Regions from separate parts of the Arachis hypogaea genome. Here region 2 is linked to region 1. Evidence: chromatin contacts called from public Hi-C data. All regions are on one chromosome and are shown on one strand. The core of a region is the stretch at or near the end of the contact, and the rest is flanking DNA. Distances in the headings are between cores, read along the strand shown. Region 1 has its middle 37 kb from the start of LOC112793425. Region 2 has its middle 36 kb from the start of LOC112770296.

What was found. A called contact is a pair of places that touch in the nucleus more often than the background predicts.
Region 2: a contact with region 1 is called in a Hi-C map of leaf, with 2.0 times the contacts expected there. The contact joins two enhancer-like sites. A contact is called at or near these places in 2 of 8 Hi-C or Micro-C datasets (both in leaf).

Annotation. Positions count from the first base shown.
Region 1 is chr3:38,254,124-38,261,487 of arahy.Tifrunner.gnm2.J5K5, forward strand. No RefSeq gene overlaps it. Among protein-coding and RNA genes, the nearest start is that of LOC112793425, 37 kb to the right of the region's middle. Within about 2 kb of position 2,523, at least 1 of the 3 cell types and tissues checked has open chromatin away from gene starts, as enhancers often do.
Region 2 is chr3:38,570,424-38,577,787 of arahy.Tifrunner.gnm2.J5K5, forward strand. No RefSeq gene overlaps it. Among protein-coding and RNA genes, the nearest start is that of LOC112770296, 36 kb to the right of the region's middle. Within about 2 kb of position 3,723, at least 3 of the 3 cell types and tissues checked have open chromatin away from gene starts, as enhancers often do.

The DNA.
Region 1 (7,364 bases), core at 1,273-3,772:
TTGAATTTGTAATCAGATTGAAAATTATTAATACAAAGTGAAATATTATTTACTTTTAAAAAATATATAAGTATTTGATATTAGAGTTGAATAAAGTTATATATTCATTACATTTTTTAGTTAATAGACTTAATCTTTTAACGTAATGTTTATTTTTTTTATATTTATTCATATTTGGTGATAAGATAATTAAAATAGCATATTAAAACCTAAAGAGATATTATGGTAAAGTAAAATGCATGTGCTAAAATTAAAATCTAGAGTAAAAATAATGCATATATTGGGGTCGAACTGAATGACTAAATATAAAATTTTAGAATCCTAAAAAAAGTTAGAGGAATTATAATCCTAAAATTGATAAAATAAAAAAATTCTTAAAAATCAACTCTCCTTGGTAATCTAAACATTAGAATAAGAGGTAAACATTACAATATATGATGTCAAAATATAAGTTTCAGTGTCTAAATTTATTTTTTTAATTATCTTTAAGAAAATAGTTATTTTATTATATCTTCAAAATGTTGATGTTTGTCTTTCTCTTTATTTATATTTGTCACTTGCCTTAAATAAAAAATTCAATAAATCTTATTTTATAATAAATTTTGATTAACAACAACTAATCTCTTTTTATTTTAATTTAATTTGTACATTGGTTATTTTAAATTAAAAAAATTTTCACCAATCTTTTTTTATTTGTAATCTCCATTAAAAATAATTTTTTTATATAGTACTCATGATGTTTATTGGTTTTCAAGAGGTAAATGGTTACTTTGCTCTATAAATACCAAGAGCAAAGTTGTCGTTTATTTTACTTGACAGGGGTTCAAGATGAGCCCACTGTGGCTGAGTCCTTTAACTTGCCTCAATTAAGTAATAGTCCTTCCCTCAACAGCTATCTCCAACTCTCAAATTAAAAATATATATATATATAAAATAAAATAAAATAAATTATCACTAAAAATAATTTTTTTTAGTAGTGTGGGTTAATATGTATACAAGTAAAATCAATTATTATTATACGAGATTTAAACAAAAGAAATCACGATATAGCTAGTCAAGAGTCAACCAATTGAGTAAATTTGGCCGAACTTATTAGTAAATTCAATAACAATAATTATAACATTTTTATAAATAATATTACATAATCGATAAAATTTTTATTTTTGATCAATATTTGATCAACAAAAATACTTTTATACTAAAACTTAAAATTTTAGATCATAATTCTAATAATATAGAAACAATGTATTGACTAATACTGATAAAAACTAAAAAATGTGTGTTTTCTGACATTTTTCTAATTTATTCTAGTATACTTAAGCATGATAAAGGTATAGCTCTTCTAGTTTCCTAGATAATAGTCCAATTAGGTAATGTTCATTAGTAGTAGAATATATTATTAAGTATTAATAAAGTAGTGTTCTTTCTCTTCAACAATGAGAAATTGAGAATGATGGAGAGATATTAACTCCTATTCTGAAGTTGGAATAATTGGACCAAGTGCTAATGAAAATTATTCTAAACACATGCTGGATCTAGTATTTTTAAGACAATGGGATTCCGGTGATAATTTTTATTTTAGATAGTAAAATAAAAATAAGATAAAAAATATTATTTGAGGATTTATTATTACTAATTGTAATTAGGTCATACATTTTAATACAACTTTGAGGACAAAGGTATTAATAAAAAAAGTAATGTAAAGAATAAAATTGGGTTCAATAACCTAACTAGATAATTCTCATTAATAGTAGAATTTACTCTAAATAGAATAGTAATGATAAAATTAAAAAGGCAATAAATTAGTTTTGATATTATTTTCTCTTTATAATTCATCTTTCAATTCTTTCCTAATTATCCCTGGATTAATTCTCTTTCCAATTTTCTCTTAGCTCATCAATTCTTTCCTATTTTATATTCTTCTCCTTTTATTGTTCTACTTTACAATGATGTATCCATTTCAAACTCTTGTATAATTCAGTTAAAACAGCATATAATTTTCAGCTTCGTAACTGACTTTGAAGAAAAATAATCGTATTTTGTTAAGTTATTCCTTAGTCCATGCTGTTCCGAATGTATCATATTTGAACATAAACAATTGGTTCTAGTTAATATTAACATCTAATTAGAAGCCAATTTCTTGTATATATGTTTACAAAATGAATGTATACAAGGCTTAACTAATATTATAAATTTACGGCTTAACTAATATTATAACTTTTATTCTAATAGTAAACTCTCTTAGTGTGAGGCTGAGTTTGATTTAGGCAACACTATATCTTCATCATTACGCCAACAATTTCTTTGATTTGGGGCACATATTTCTCAGGACTAAGAAAATAAAAATCACCAGAAATTTCCATCTCAAGATTTTTCTTTCGTCAAAAAAGATATTATCATTGATAGAAAAAGTATATCAGAAACTTATAGAAGAAAAAAAAAGAAGAAAAAGTGTGTTGTTGCAGTTGGGTTTCTAGCTCCATTTTTTTTCTGGACCTTCGGCGAGGCCTAGTTAGCTGGGTTGGGCTGATGTTCACAACTAGCTACTAGGTTCTGTGTAAAAAAAGTGGACTTCTTGTTTAATGCTGTTGAATCTTTTGTACAAAATAAGAAATTTTTGCCAATCTTTTCATTTTAGCTAATTATTTATTGTCAATATCTTTTTATTGTTTTTGGTTCAAAATCCTTATTTTTATGCATGATATATAATATCATATTATATACAAATATTTAATTGATAAGTATTTTATTTTAATTTTATTTTTATTTTGTAAAGACAATTTATCAAGATCTCATTATTTTCACGATTTTTAGAAATTTCAGGTACCTAAACGTCATTTAGTATCAACACTTGGATAATTGTTGGTGTTCTTTCTATGTCTTTATCTTTTTTAATAGGAGTACCATTTGTTTCGATAATATCAAATACTTATTTTTTTTTTTTGAGAATTTTTGTTTTTGAATCAATTGGTCTACCACGTTTTTGGCGTATATTTGTTTCAATAATCATTTGTCCAACTGGAACATTTATTCGAATTGGAATATTTTTAGTTGGTATGTAAAATTTGATTATCCTCTTTGTGTCAGAAAATGCATCAAGCAATTCATTTGCTATTCTTTGCAAATGTATAACTTTCGAACTTCTAGTTCATAATATTATCCTGATCGTGAGTTTAGATGCGTTAACGATTATGTATTCTAATTAAGTTCTTTTTCAAGTGGCTTATTCTCTTCACCCAATGCTGGAAACATTGATTTATCAAAGTGACAATCTGCAAATCAGATTTTAAACATATCTCTTGATTGTATATCAAGATACCATATTATAGAGGGAGAATCATATCCCACATAAATTTCTAATTTTTTTGAGTCCCATTTTAGTACGAAAAGGTGAGACAATTTTAACATATATCTCACACTCAAATATTCTCAAATGAAAAATATTTGGCTGCTAGCCAAAAGTTAATTGTAGGAGAAAGAATTGATGGTAGCTTGCTGGTCTCAAACAAATAAGTGTTGCGACATATAAAATCGCATGCCCCAAACATAAATAGGGAGATTTGCTCTCATAAGTAAAGGTGTAGCAATTAATTGAGGCGTTTAATAAGTTATTCTACTAATCCATTTTGTGTGTGAATATGAGCTATTGAATGTAGAACACTTATTCCATTATTAGCCATACAATAAGCATCAAAGGTTTGGGAAGTGAATTTACTAGCATTATCAAGGCAAATTACTTTGATTAGTTTTGCTGAAAATGTGTTTTTAATTGAATAATTTGAACAAGTAATTTCGCAAACGCCAGGTTGTGAGAAGACAATAAACACATGTGTGACCATCTCGAGGATGTATCTATTAGGACCATAAAGTATCTAAAAGATCCATATGGTGGATGAATTAGTCCACATATAACTTCTTGAATTCTTTTTATAAATTCAAGAGACTCAAATATAATTTTTACTGGTGATGGCCTTACAATTAACTTTCCCTGAAAATATGCAGCACAATAGAATTTACTAGATTGAAGAACTTTCTGACTCTTTAGTGAATGTTCATGGGAGTTTCAATAATTCTCCACATCATAATTGTTCCAGGATTGTCCCAATCAATCATGCCAAATTATGAATTCCTTTGGAATAGTAAACTAATGGTTTATAGGAACATGTGATTCAATGCACTAACCTAGAAGAAAGTAAGGATAATTTTTCTAATATAACACTTTTATTTGATTCATGAGTTGTGATATATAAGTACTCATGATTTTTCTCATTCATGGTTTTAATATGATATCTATTTAGGCAAATATCTTTAAAACTCAACAAGTTCTTTAGAGACTTAGTAGATAATAGTGCATTATTTATTATGAATTTTGTCCCTTCAAAAAATAAATTTATAACTCTTCCAAAACCTTCTATCACATTGTCAGAGCTAATAATTGTATTATCACATTCTTCTTTTATTACAAGACGAGTAAAATAAGTAAAGATGTATGCACAGTAAAATTATATTCTTAAATGGAATTATTTGTTTAAGTAGCACCGTATAAAAGGATAATATCATATAGTAAAAATTTTATTATTATTATTATTATTATTATTATTATTATTATTATTATTATTATTGAACTTGACATATTTAGTAATTTTAAAGTTCTTAAACATAAATAATAATATTTTATTAAACATTATTTATATATATCATACTTCAAATTTAAATATATAAAAGATAAAAACTTAACAAGAAGTTTCTTATATTATTTATTGACATAAGTATTTAATGAACCTAAATATTAAATTTTTCTATCATTAATTAAATGGTCAATTTTTTCTTCAAGATCCTAAAAAAAATCAAATATTTCATAATAAGTAGTATAATTTTTAACATCTTTTGAAACAAAATTTATCTTCTTTTTTTTGTCATATTTGTTCAAGGATGCTTAATAAAGATCAACTAAGTGCTTTGGGATACGACAGGTACGTGACCAATGACCTTTTTCACCACAATAAAAATATTTATCCTCTGTTGATTTATTTTGCTTATTATTTCTTTCTTTATTCGACTTTTGGTGACATATTTTCTTGTGAAAATATTTTTTTTCTTTCATAATTTTTTTGTTATCAAAACCTTGTCATTTATCTCTTTTAGGATTATAATTTGTCGCATTTGCTTCAGAAAATGGAGCGACGCCAGTTGGGCGCGCTTCATGATTTCTTAAAAGCAATTCATTGTTACGTTCAGTAACAAGAAAGTAAAAAAATTATATAAAATATTTTTAAAATTTTTTTCTCGATACTTCTACTGTAGAAGTATATTCGAGGCATGAAGATCGAGAAAGTTTTTTCTAATGTCATTATCAGTTATCTTTTTCCCACATAATTTTATTCGTAAGGTAATTTGGAACATTGTTCAATTGTATTCATTTATGGATTTAAAATACTATAGATACAAGTGTGTCCACTTATATCGGGTTTGAGAAAATATCACACTGCCTTTTGATGATTATACCTTTCTTCAAGGTTCTTCCACAGATCTGCAAGATATTTTAGTGTGAGATATTCATTTTTCAATCCTTCGTTAAGATGATGATGAAAGAAGATCATGACTTTGGTTTTATCCTTCTAAAATGCTTTATTTTTAATTTTAATGGTATCTCCAAGATCTATTGAATCAAGATAAATTTTGACATCTAATATCCATGATAAGTAGTTATTTTCAGATATATCAAAGACATTAAATTTAAGATGAGAGAACTTTGATATAGAAAAAAATTATTACTTGTGTCTTCCTAAATTTTGATCAGAGTCTCGTGCTAATAATGTATTGTAAAATGAATAAATAAAAAAGAGAAAATAAATATAAAATAAAAAAGTGTAAATAGAAAATTTTAGTATTAATATTCACTAATATTATTATCTCAATATAACTGAAGTGATTTATATATATTCACTCTCTACATCAGTGACAGAGCCACATTATAATAAGGAAGGGGCAATGTCCCAAATTAATAATTTGTATGTATAAGTTTTTAATTTTTTAGTTTAGTTCCTTTTTAATTTTTAATTTTTTTTAATTTATATTTTTCATGTTGTCCTCTCCTAAAAAAATTTCTAACTCCGCCCCTACTTGATATGTTAATGAGCGTACATATAGATAGAGAATTAGTTTATGTAATATTATATGTGTATTATCTCAGATTTTGCTTTTTTTTTTATACACATACAATAATCAACCTTTTTAACATTAATTAAATTTAATCTTTTTTGACATTTAAACCTCCTACCATTAAAAAATTGAGCCGCTTATATTGTGAAAGAAGTCATGTATGATTAAATGGATATCCATATCACAACAAAAATATTATTTAATTTATGATTTCTATGACAATAATATTAGTTAAATTTTGATTATAGGATTTGGAATATAAAAAATATGTAAAACAAAAGTAACTGAAAAATAATAAAATTTTCTATTAAGTACTACAATCAGATTTTGCATGGAATAATTCTAGGATAATTGTTACTATTTATTTCTTTTAAATAAATTTTATATTTTATTATCATTGAATTTAGAGTGAAATAATTTAATGATAATTAAAAATTTATATTACTGTAGAAAAAAAATTTGACAATAATGACAATAAATTTTTGCAAAATTTAAAATTTAAAATTTAATTTACAGTGGATAAATTTAACGGTAATTGTTAAATTTTTTGCATTGGATTTCAAAATTTGAGAGTAACATATTTGTGTGAATTTTTTTTTAATATGAGCAGACAAAATGGAAATGAATTAAGTCAACTCATGAACTAGTTCAAGTTCGATTAGTTAATAGTTTGATAAGCTGCGCTCGTGAATCAAACTTGTTCAAGGATTTCATCTCATAAATTAAATGAGTCGAGCTCGAATTTGGATAAGCACAGTTCATTAGTTCATGAGTTGGCTTGATTATAATTATATATATATATATATATATATATATATATATATATATATATATATATATTGATACACATATCATATGTGTATTTAATTTATAATATGTATATTTTGTCCCTAATATTTTTGAAAAACTTTAAAAATATTCTTAATATTTTATTTGTTTAATTTGTAGGACATAAATTATAAATTTATATTTGATAGATAGAAGTTTAAATTTAATATATATATATATATATATATATATTTATATATATATATGAGTTATTAGTTATAATTTATTGATATAGAATTATAAATTATGTTCATATTATTTGAACTAATACGTGAGTTCGAGTTAACTTATGAGTTTTTGATGAGTCGATTTCAAACTTAAAAAATAAGTTCATTTGTTAGTAAATCGAATTGTAAAACAAACTCAATTTTACA
Region 2 (7,364 bases), core at 2,473-4,972, 320 kb after region 1:
TTCCTCGATGACCCTAGAGAAGTTGCAATCTTGACAGAGGCAACACACAGGTCCAGGGTAGGTTCTTGATGTTCCAGACAGGTATCGTGTTGAGCAAAGATGTCGTGTTGGGACACGAGCGAGTGCACATGAGTGAAGGTGGCTTGAGGATGCGATTAATGCAATGGAGGGGAGGGGTCGAGACCGTAGACGAGCTAGGGGTCACAGTCAACAGGGAGGGAGGGGAGGTGGTCGAGGTAGAGGTCGATGCGAAGGGAGAGGCAGAGATGAAAGCATATATAATAGGATAATCAAGCATCCTGTGATCACTAGATATCGACGTGGTCAAATATGTATGAGGTCTATTATACCTTCTTACCTCCCAGATCCCTTTCGCTGGCGAAGAGTGACCCGAATCAACCATGTGTAGCCGTTTTCAAACTCCTTACACTTTCAATGGTACTTGATATGATCAGATTCTAGCACTCTGTACTCAATCTCACAGTGGATGCTATAAGTCTTTACGCTTAAGACCTGTTGTATCCTATAACTCTGGCCTCAAATCTAGATGTTACATTCGATAATCCCCTGTTATGTCATGGCCTCCAAGTCTAAAGTTAAAAAATGTGGGGGTATTGTTGAGTTTCCGAACTAGATGCTCTACCACACCTAACTAGAATACTTCCCTCTAGATCATCATCGCTATCTTCATCAATTATGGCAGGTTATACATCATCATCATCATCATCATCATCATCATCATCTCGTAGTACATATTTGACAGCATCTGGTTCTCCACCAACAGGAGTACCGGCCATTGCAATAGCAAGTTGACCAAAAGGTCGATTATCACCTATTTGTCCATCAGCATCACGGTTAAGACAGCTGCGAAGGATGTGATGCCACCAAAACTGCCTCAAGTGCAATGACAGGCACAGACAAAGAGGTACCAACACGCATTAAACTAGAGGCTCCTAGCATTACTAAAGATTGACGATTAGGATTCGATCCTTCTGAAGCACAGCTCCAAACTTAGACAATAGCTCATGGATTCTCACTTCAAGAAACTGACAACAATAGTGAAACAAAACTTGCAAATCTTCGTCACTGTCTATCACCTATAAAATAACTTCTCCACCTATTTCATGCCATGCAATCCTAGTTTTCGGAATAAAAACATTCAACTGATCCTTATTAGTAAATTTTATTCTCTCGCATTTTTTCTTAATCGTCCCTCTATAGTGAACAAAAACTAAAACACTATTTTCATTAGCCATTGCGAGTCCTACAAATTTGTATACGTTAAGCTTTGATTTACCTACTGGTGTATCAAATGTAGTAAATCGAAACTAGCTACTTCAATTTACATCCTGAAAGTTCCTCTTTTAGTAAATTGAATCTATCTATTTTGATTTACCACTTCTCTAGCTAAATCGAATCCAATTGATTTGATTTATATAGAGAAAATGTAAATTGAATTGATTAGTTTAGATTTATATAGTTACATTTTCAAAATTAGACATGCATGTAACGTTTTTGTCTTTAGGACTATCATGTAATATTGAATGCCATTTGAATTGTTTATGTCATTTACCCTATTTTTTACCAATGAAATGGTGCACGTCGATTCTTCATATTATAAAATTTATTGATAATAGAATTTGTAATAAATCTTTCAATAATTTTCTTTCCAATGTAAATCAAAAGACAATTAACAAGAAATTCATCTTTCATTTTGTTTTCGAGTCCATTCTTTACAATATTCATAGCTAAAAGAGATCTATCAATTGTAGCAGTTAAAACAGAAAGAGTTAATACTAAGTTAATCAAATTATCAATCAAATAATACATTAAAGACTTTCCTATCTTTATTAATCCTTAACATAACTCAAAAATGCACAAGTTACTTAATTCAACATGATTAGAAACAATCAAATTTATAATATTGAGCTTGCATTCTAGTGTCAAATTTCTTTTGGTTATTGAACTCATTTGGATAAAATCATTCCATTATTTTACTTACTTTTTAGATATTAAAGATCATTAATATTTGGACTGGACTCTTATTTATATTAGACTAAATACTAAATATATTTTTCAAACAAAAAGTAACATTATATAATATATAATAATTTTATATACTTAATAACTTATTATTATTTATTTAAAGAATATGGGGGAGGGGCCAAGGCCTCTACTTGCACCCCTAAGTCCGTCCCTGCCATGTAGAAGGACGCGTGACAAATCCTAAGGACATCGTGCTTCTGCGCAAGAATGATTTTGCCTGCGATAGGCTTAAATTGTATCTTTTAAGGGGGACAAATTATACAACTTTATAGATGATACATGGGTTATCAAACTCTTTATTAGGAGGGTTAACAAGTTTATAAGATTTTTTATTTAAAATAAATAAATATATTATTTACCAAAATATATAAACTACGGTGTATTTATTGATATACACATGTCATATCTCAGGTGCTATGATCCAAATTTTATTAAACTCATATCCCCATGACTGAATACCCAGGATATGAGACTATCAAAGTTGAATATATCCTGGATGCAGTCGGGATGTGACGCATAACTAAAAACAGGTACTCGGTATCCAATATATAATCGTATTTTGAATAGGGTCACAATAACCAAGATATATTTAGACACGTAAACAGGGTCACAGTACCTGAAATATAGTTAGAGACACAAAATGTGGTCACAGTATTCGAGATACATATCTAATTAATTAGGTGTCTCTGCATCCAAGATGACTATATCAAAAAAATTACTCTCTATATAAAGAACTTGCTAGCTTTATCATTAATTACACTACATCCATCTTTTTACTCTAAGTCTTTATGCTTCTTCTTTACATGCACATGGATAATAATCAGTTCTTTTTGTAGTAATTTATCTCAATAGAACAATAAAAAATTGTGAAAAGGTGTAATATTTGAGGGTAATTCGATTATGATATTGCTTATTTGCATGTTGATCCTCTAAATGCACTAAAAAATGCCATACTGAACAATATAGGAACAATAGGTTCTAAAGAAATTGGAAGAGCTGCATATAAATTTTTTTCAGTACAATTAAGTGAAGAGTTTACTAATAGGATATTTTGACTTGAAACCGATTAGCATATAAAAGTGATATTCGACATACATGTTAGGCTAATGCCACAACATGTGATAAAATGATAAGATCATTATTATTGTCTCCTCCCAAACTTGTTATTCGTGTATGGTGTCTGCTTTATTCTATTACTTCATCACCTATTTAATACAAAATTATCGTTTTAGTTTTATCATTATCTGCACCTTTGCACCCAACTAAAATTAACAACTAAATCAATACTTAAATATACTCTGGCCCAGCTACCATTTGATGTTCAACAATGATCACCCATGTTCCCTGACTTGACTAAAATAACCAACAAAGTAAAGCATACACAGTAACGAATTTAACTCCATTATTATTTGATTCTTGCTCATTTCTCAAATGAGAACTTAACTGAATCATCCATTTATGGGGGATACTGTGCCGCCCATGCCTCTCTTTCAATTTCAAACTACATGGGGGAACACTATACCCGCCATGACTCCACCTCACATATCTACTATACAATCTTCTCCTTCAATTTCAAACTACCACGCCTTCCAAATCATTTTCGGTGAGACTAACCATGGCATAATCTCACTACCAGCAATAATTTCTAGAGAATACCTATTACTACCCAATGAACCATCAAAACTTAATATACTTGTTAAACAGTAAATAACCCATTGCATGTCACTACATATTCAGATCTCCATGGCCCATTTCACTATATAAAAAAATCAAAGGCCCAATGATTCTAGTTCAAAAAATGAGGTCCACTCACTGCAATGGCTCCATACGTGTGCCGAGTTCAACGCTTTGAGTCGTAGATACACAAATTGACAAAACATAGGACAACTGGACAACCTGGAAATATTTAATATTATCACGCTTCATGCAGTAATTTGTTGGCAGCAATAAACTTCTTAAATGAAATTTAATACCGTAATAAATTAGTTATTGACCGATTAGGTTGAGGAATATTGTGGGAAACTAAAAAAATAAAAATAAAAATAAATTAAAAAGACAAAAATATCTTTTTATAATTAATTTTAAAAAGAATAAAATATTTTTTAATTAATTTCAAAAAGATAAAAATATTATTTTTTTTAGAATAGAGTTGTTTGATTGTTTAAAAGATTAAAAATTTATGGTATATTTTTTTTATATGCCTTCTCTATTTTCTTATTTAAATATCCACTGATAAATTGAAAATAAATATAACTATATAATAACAATCACATTACTTAATAAAATAAAATATAACACACGATAATCTATCTTTTTTTAAATAAACTACAATATATATATATATATATATATATATATATATATATATATATATATATATATATATATGGACCGAAAAACAACAATAACTAATTAGACAAAAAAACAAAATTTAAAAAGCATCTATATTCTATAACATCTTTGTTCATTCTAACCAGTTCTACTTCTTCCCTCTTATAATCATCAACAGCAATCCAGCGAATGATATACCTGAATTTTTGAAGACAAACCTAAAAGAAAAACATATAAGTTAAAACAAAAAATAATATAAAAAGGAGAAAAACAAAAAAACTCATATTAATAGAAACAGAAGTAATTAAATAAAAGAAGGTAAAATTTAAGGTGACGTCTGTGGTGGATGAATATATTTAGTGGCTAAGATGGCTAAATGACGTGTTTAAAGGATAAGTTGACAAGTAGAAGAAGATATGTAGCTAACCGTGAGAATAAGATCTGTTGGAAATTTTCAAGAGTATAACTTTAAAGTCAGTAATGACATAGGAGAAGATGGTAAGTTTGCTATGTCAGAGTGAGGCTAAACAATGCTTTCCTTAATTTACATAATTTGCGTAATTTTTCAGGTTTAAACTTTTAATATTAAATATTCTAATAATTTCATAACAAATTTGGATACCAAATGAGATAAAAATAAAAATAATAAAAAAATAACTAAAAAAAATTACATGTTAAAAAATAATTAAATATATGACTATAAATACTTTTAAAGTATGAGTTAAAAGTATTATAATAGTGAAATAAAAATTGACAAGTTTTGTTATTTTGTTCCTATGGAATCAAAAAAAAAAAGAAATAATTAATTTAAATTTTTGTTGACAAAATCTTAAATACAGATAAATATCATATTTTCATTTACTTAAAAAATATTTAATTCAAATATAGTTATAGCTTCAATTAATTTGTAAATAACTGGTATATATATACTAATCATACATTACACAAATGATAAACAAATTAAAATAGTGTAACATTCAAAATAATTCTAACTATTCCTTGATCATCCTTATAATCTAAGTTCTATATATATTATTTTTTTTTTGGTGACAGTTCTATATATATTATTTGTCATTGAATTACCAATTATATATACTGTTAATCAATAAATTCATATCAAGAAACAATATTTAATAAAATTTTCAGTTTAAATTTTAGAAAATGTTTACTTAACAAATAAGATAAAAATAAAAAAAATGTAATAAATATTTTTAAAGTAAAAATAAAAATAATTTAATTGAAAAGTACATTTACTTAGATAAAATACAATAAACTATTTCAGATTTAAAATTACGCCAATGTCTTGTTTTGATTTTCTTACAAAAATATGTTCTAAATGATTCTATGTAAATCGAATCAATTGGATATGATTTAGCATGTATATGTTGTAACAATAATAAATTTATTATTGAACAGCACATATATAACAAATTGAATCAGCTTGATTCGATTTACTACTTGTAACAGATTATTGACATTATTTATTTATTCTATATTAACTTTAAAACATAAATGTCAATAAAAAAATATCCATCATTTAGATTCAAATAAAATATCAAAAAATCAAAACAAATAAGAATAAAAATTCACTTTTGTGTTTTAGTTCAAATTTCAGAAAATCTACCTTTTTATAAACTTATGAATTTAAAATAGAACAATAAACGATTTCTAAAAATTCATTAAAAATTATTCTTTGACTCATTAATATTTAAAGAATCATTATTAGAACTTTTGATGTTAAAAAAGTTAAAATAAAGTATAGCCCCTCACAAGGTGGCATAGTAGTCAAAATTTGATATTTTTTTCATAGTCAAAAGTAACATATAGTTATACATTATAAAATGACTAACTATATTTATACAATATATAATTTGAGAAATAGTTAAAATACTATATTAATTAAATTATTATTTAATTTGTGAAATAGAGTATGATTTGTAAAACTAAGTTTAAATTAGAAGTAATGTCATCAAAGGCATAAATTTTATACTTAATTAACTTAAAAGTAATAAATGTCAATATTCTGTTACAAGTAGTAAATCCAATTATGCTGATTCGATTACTATATATGTGATGTTCATTAGTAAATCGAATAAAGTTAATTTGATTTATTATTGATATAGCATATATAGTAAATCAAATCCAATTGATTCTATTTACTATAGTAAAATTCGATTTACATATGTATATTGTATTAGTAGTAAATCGAATATAATTTATTCGATTTATATTAAAAGAGTGTAATCAAATCTAATTAATTCGATTTACATAAAATCATTTAAAACATGTTTGTAACAAAAATTAAAATAGGACATTAATGTAATTTTAAGTCTGAAATAATTTATTAATATGTTTTACTCTTGAATATACTCTTAAATGTAGGTAAATATTAATTTTGTTATTTATTTACAAAATACTTCATTCATACATAGTTGTAACTTAAATAAATTAGAAGATAAATAGTACTTATAATGTATTACACAAATAATAAAAATATTAAAATAGTTTATAATTCAAAAAAATTTAAAATAAATATTATTGTAAAATAAATTAAATTATTTTTTATTTTATAATATTTAAAATTTATAATTATATAACATATAATATTAATAATATAGATATTTTGTTTTATAGTAATATTTGGGTAAAATACTCTGCATAAATTAAGGCATCAATTCATAGTCAATTCATAGTTAATCTATAGCACTAAGAAATGGTACTTCAGGGCCAATGATATTTTTCTTCTTTAGGATGGAATTGATCCTTTTCTACATCCAAAGACCTTGCGATCATTGGGGTACTTAATAGATATGACTTATCCATATAAAATCTCTTCAAGATCTTTTCTGTGTATGTTGTTTGATGAATAAAGATCCCATTTTTTATATGCTCGATTTACAGGTCGAGACAAATTTTAGTCTTTCCAAGATCTTTCATCTTGAACTCTTCTTTTAGAGCTTTTATGATTGTTGGAATCTTTAGGGGTT